Regions from separate parts of the Macaca mulatta genome. Here region 2 is linked to region 1. Evidence: chromatin contacts called from public Hi-C data. All regions are on one chromosome and are shown on one strand. Each heading gives the region's core, a stretch centred on a gene start, on an enhancer-like site or on the middle of the called end of the contact. The rest is flanking DNA. Distances are from core to core; before and after follow the strand shown. Region 1 holds the start of LOC144333799. Region 2 holds the start of KIF2C (kinesin family member 2C).

Evidence for each region. A called contact is a pair of places that touch in the nucleus more often than the background predicts.
Region 2: a Hi-C map of fetal cortex germinal zone shows a contact between it and region 1, with 4 times the contacts expected there. The contact joins the promoter of KIF2C here to the promoter of LOC144333799 in region 1.

Annotation. Positions count from the first base shown.
Region 1 is chr1:195,325,591-195,328,298 of T2T-MMU8v2.0, reverse strand. LOC144333799 reads right to left here and starts at 1,395. Exons shown (of 2, transcript XM_077959778.1): 1 at 922-1,395. The coding sequence starts at 1,300.
Region 2 is chr1:195,899,513-195,902,287 of T2T-MMU8v2.0, reverse strand. KIF2C (kinesin family member 2C) reads left to right here and starts at 1,362. Exons shown (of 21, transcript XM_015138048.3): 1 at 1,362-1,952. The coding sequence starts at 1,883.

The sequences.
Region 1 (2,708 bases), core at 146-2,645:
CAGCCTGTAATCTCAGCACTTTGGGAGGCCAGGGGGGGCAGATCACCTGAGGTCAGGAGTTCCAGACCAGCCTGGCCAACATGGCAGAAACCCCCATCTCCACTAAAAATACAAAAATTAGCCCAGCGTGGTGGCGCACGCCTGTAATCCCAGCTACTTGAGTGGCTGAGACATGAGAATCGTTCGAACCCAGTGGTGTGCCATTGCACTCCAGTCTGGGCAACAGAGCCAGACTCCATTAAAAAAAAAAAAAAAGTACATATGGTAAATATTATGTGTATTTTACCAAAACAATTTTTTATTTTTAAGGCAGTCTTGCCCTGTCGCCCCGTCTGAAGTGCAGTAGTGCGATCACAGCTCACTGCAGCCTTAACCTCCCCCAGCTCAGGAGATCCTCCCACCTCAGCCTCCCGAGTAGCTGGGACCACAGGCCTGCGCCACCACGCCCGGCTAATTTTTGTATTTTTGTAAAGACCATGTTGGCCAGGCGGGTCTCGAACTCGTGATCTCAAGTGATCCGCCCGCCTCAGTCTCCCAAAGCGCTGGGATTACAGGCGTCAGCCACCGTACCTAGCCGAAAAAGAATTTTTTAAAGTCACCATCTCTGCGAGGTTTTTCTGGGCCATCCCCAGGTAAAATGTCAAGCCCTCCACAAGCCGGAAGAGAGTCGGAGTCCTGTGGGGGAGGCAGGGGCGTGTCCAGAAAGGCGGGAGCTTCCGAGCCGCCTCCACGGGAAGGGAAAGGGGCGGGAGCTTGGAGGGGGCGGGTCCAGAACGGCTGGAGCTTCCGGGGCCGCCGCCTCTGGAAGGAAAAGGGGAGGGAGCCTAGAGGGGGCGGGACCAGGAAGGAGAGGGCTTGGGTTTTTGGGGTGTCAGCCTGCTCCTGCTGGGATAGGCAAGAGAGGGAAGGGCCGAGGCTTACGGTTTCGGAGTGAGGGGAGCTGCTCGGCAAGCCGCCGCGCCTGGGTTAAGAGCAGTAGGAGGAACGTGGCTTCACGACTTCGGCTCCTCGGCCATCCACAGCCGGGCCTCCGCCTCTGCTGACCTGGCTGCTGTAGAAGGCAGAAGAGGCCTGAAGCCTGCAGCAGCACCCTGCCCCGCGGCCCCGCGCGCCCTCCAGTGGCGTCATCCCGTTCGCTTTGGTCTCGACTGGCGCGCCTATCCTCCGCAGCAGCACCCCTTGGGAGGGCAATCGCGGCCAGGCTCCGAGGACCCATCTTGTGAAAGTTCCCCGTGGTCCTGACTTTAAGGGAAAAGGGGTCGTACGTGGGCCACGGCCGGAAGGGAGACCCAACATCCATGATGACGTCTGCCCGCCAGCCTCCCTCTTCAGAGCCCAGTCTGTGCCTTGCATCAAAGTCAAGCACAGGGCTCTTGTAGGGCACCGAGCCCCAGCCAAATCACCCTTTTCTTTCAGATAGCCCCCACTTACGCCCAGAAACCTTACTCCCTCCCTCTGGAGCAGGTGGGAAGTGAAAGGCCGGGGGGCCTGTTTCTGCTCCCTCTGTCTGTACCTGTGGCCCTTGAGTGAAAGCCCCAGCCATTGTACCAAAGACCTGAAGGTTCCAGGATTGCTCACTTGGGACCCTGACTATGAAGGGTCAAGATAGTCCATTCTGCCCCAGCACTCAGAACCTTATTACCAAGGCCCCTGCCCCAGGAATCCACCATCAAAACCAGGGCCCTGCCAGTGCCTTCCCAGTGTTCAGGCCTAGGGAAGAGCAGCCCCATTATGCCTGTTATTCCTGATCCTTCTGCAGTCTCTCTCTTTGTGACCCCATGGCCTTTGCTGCTATGGCTGCCCTGGCTCCACAGAGTGCCAGGTCAGAGACACCCTGGCCTACATAGGTTCACAGGCTAAAACCTGGGCTTCCTGCCAGGCTGCAACTCCCAGCTGCACACCGCAACCTGAGAAATCTCAGCACAGTCTAAGAAGTAGTAATGGGGTCGCTTCCGACTCGCTGGGGAAGGGAGATGAGGGCCTCTAGCTCTCCATGCCCAGTCTCTCATCATCAAAGTCATTTAAGGCCCCAGCGACCCCAGGGTTCAGCAGCATTCTGTTCATCATGAGCAGAGGGGTGACTGAATAGAATGGGAGGCAGGTGTGGCCTGAGCAGTTCCCAACTTGAATTTTCCCTTGAGCTTAGTGATTTGGGGCGGGGTTGGGGGGGCAGTTTGAGATATTTTCCCTTCACTTGTGGGAAATCTTCAGCCCCACAAATCGCTAAGCTGAAAGGAAAAGTCAAGCTGGGAACTACTCAGGGCAAACCTGCCTCCCATTTGATTCAAAGTCACTCCTCTGCTCACTGAGATAGACACATACCTGATTGCCTCCTTTGGAGAGGCTTATCAGAAAATAAAATAATGCAACCATTTGTCTCTCACTTACCTGCAACCTGGAAGCCCCCTCCCCGGTTGGAGTTGTCCCCGCCTTTCTGGACGGAACCAACGTACCTCTTACGTATGTTGATTAATGTCTCATGTCTCCCTAAAATGTATGAAAACAAACTGTGCCCCGACCGCCTTGGGCACATGGCGTTGGGACTCCCTGAGGCTGTGTCACAGGCACGCATCCTCAACCTTGGCAAAATAAAGTTTCTGAGTTAACTGAGACCTGTCTCAAATTTTCAGAGCTCACATTTTGGTAACCGTTGAGGGATTCTGAGTGGAGATGCCCCTGACTTTTGACAAATCTGTCAGTGCTTGGTA
Region 2 (2,775 bases), core at 113-2,612, 570 kb before region 1:
GTTGACACCTACACTCAGATGTGTTGTAGACATCTCAAATTCAAAATGAACAAAATGAAACCCTGGACTTAACCCCCAACTCATTCCTTCACAATCCCACTCTCCCTTTTCAGTATATGGTCCATCATGCAGCCAGGTGCTCTAGCCAGAAACCAGGAGTCATCCATGACCACCCCTGTCATTCACATCCATCAGCAAAATCCATTCACTTCACTTCCCAAACATGGGGTATCTTGAATCAATTCTCTCAGCTGTACTTCCAATCCAGTATCACCACCCTGGCCTATGCCAGCATAATCTCTTGCCTACTAAGTGCTCTCTGCACTCTGTCTTGCCCCTTTCAACTCTACTCTCCACACAACAGCAAGTTTGCCTGACATAAAAGTAAAATGTAGGCTGGGCGCGGTGGCTCACACCTGTAATCCCAGCACTTTGGGAGGCGGAGGCAGGTGGATCACCTGAGGTCGGGAGTTCACGACCAGCTTGACCAACAGGGTGAAACCTCATCTCTACTAAAGATACCAAATTAGCCAGGCATGGTGGCGCATCCCTGTAATCCCAGCTACTTTGGAGGCTGAGGCAGGAGAATTGCTTGAACCCGGGAAGTGGAGGTCGCGTGAGCCAAGATCACGCCACTGCACTCCAGCCTGGGCAACAAGAGTGAAATTCTGTCTCAAAAGAAAAAAAAGAGAAAGTAAAATGTAAATCAGATCTTCTTAGTCCCCTGCTTAAAACTTTCAATGACTTCTCATTAGCATAAAAGCCAAAATTACTACTACAGGCCACAAGATGCTCAATGATTTTGCCCCTGCCCACCTCTTCAACTTCTTCTGATGTTCCTCTCCCCCACTGCCTTCCAGCCATCTTCAAACAAGACCTTTCCTGGCCAGGCACAGTGGTTCACACCTGTAATCCCAGCACTTTGGGAGGCTGAGGCAGGCAGATCGTCAAGAACAGGAGGCTGGAATTCGTGGTTCACATATGTAATCCTAGCAGTTTGGGGGGCGAAGGAGGGAGGATCTTTGAGCCCAGGAATTCAAGACCAGCCTGGGCAACACAGCAAGAACACTGTCTCTAATTTAAAAAAAAAGAGGACAGGAACTGTGTGTCTAGTTGACTACTATTATCTCCATTTCCTAGTACCATGCCTAGCACGTGGTAGACATTCACTCAATAAATATCTGGTGAATCGTGTCTTCCTGGAAATTTATACGTAACTCCTTGAATGACGAAACATGCTTCTCCACTGTGCAATGAGAAAAACTAAGTCAAGTTTCTAACCTGTGGTTTTATTTTGCTTAGAGAACAGGGTCTTGGCTACGTTGCCCTTGCTGGTCTCGAACTTCTGATCTCAAGCGATCACTCCCACCTCTAGCCTTCCTAAGTGCAAGGATTACAGGAGTGAGCCACCGCGCCCGGTCAAGTCTCCAATTTGCTCGAGGTCATTGAACTAGCAACTGAAGAAGCTAGGATTCGAACCCATGTCTGTAGTATTCCAGAGCCCTCACTCTGAAATACATACCGAAGTTTCCCAGTTTTCGGGAACCCGGCTGTACAAGATGACCAAACACAATACCAGGAAGCGGGAGCCCCAGACCCCGCGGAGCGCCAAAGTTCCCAGGAGGCACAGCGCTCGGGGGTGTGGCCAGACGCATGGGCGGTGCCGGGCGTCGGAAGACGGTTCGGAACTGCGTATCCCCCAAGGCTCTGCAGGGCGCCGCTGACCGCCGGAAGCGGGGGCGGGGACAGCGGGATGACGTTTTAAGGACGCTTGCGCGCGGGATTTAAACTGCGGCGGTTTACGCGGCGTTAAGACTTCCTAGGGTTAGCGGAATTGAGGTTTCCTAGCATTGCGCGTTTCTTTTCCTTGCTGACCCTCCGAATGGCCATGGACTCGTCGCTTCAGGCCCGCCTGTTTCCCGGTCTCGCCATCAAGATCCAACGCAGTAATGGTGAGGAGCGGGGTCCCTAGGTCAAGGGGACTCGTGAGCGGTGAGACGACGGAAATTACTGCCCCTCCCCAGACACACAAATGGGCTCTCACTCTCTTTCTCTCCCTCCCTCCTTTTCACACGCACTAACTCCTGGTCTCTGCACTGGCAGTCATTCTTCCCTACACAGGGGTGAGAGTCTGCGCTGGACGTGGGTCCCTTTCGCTGTCCTCCGGGAGTGGGCGGACCTTCTCCAAGGCTGGTAGATCCAGGGAAGTTGGGGCTTCTAAATTCACTTCACTTCCAAAATTCACCCCGGAAAATGCCCTGCTCTTACGGGGACCTCGGTCTCCTGGCCCCTCTACTCTGGAATAATATTGCACAGTTGCAGTATGTCAGGTACTGGGACTTAGGGTTAACGGGACAGACAAGATCCCTGCTCTTGAGCAGCTTGTAGTCGTTCTCTCTTTTGCTTAAGCAGCTACCGCACTTCTGGCACGTCTAATACCCGTGTCATTAGGGAAATGGACAGATATGACCGCCAGAAGTGAGTTAGGAAAACCCCAAGAGGGCCAGATCCTTAATGCTATGTTGAGGAAAAGTTCATTTAAGGGCTTTAAGGAATCCTCTGCTCAAACATACTTTTGTGTGTTCTCTTCTGTAGGCTCCCGCTCTCTTTTTTTTTGTAGGCTCTCTTTTGAGTAGGGGTGAATCCTTATCCCATGCAGCTCAATTTAAAAACCTGTCCCCTGCCCACCTCACTGTGGATATTCTAAAGGTGAAGCCCAGGAGATTTATTTCTCTTAGTTTTGTTTGTTTGTTTGTTTGTTTGTTTTTTAAAGGC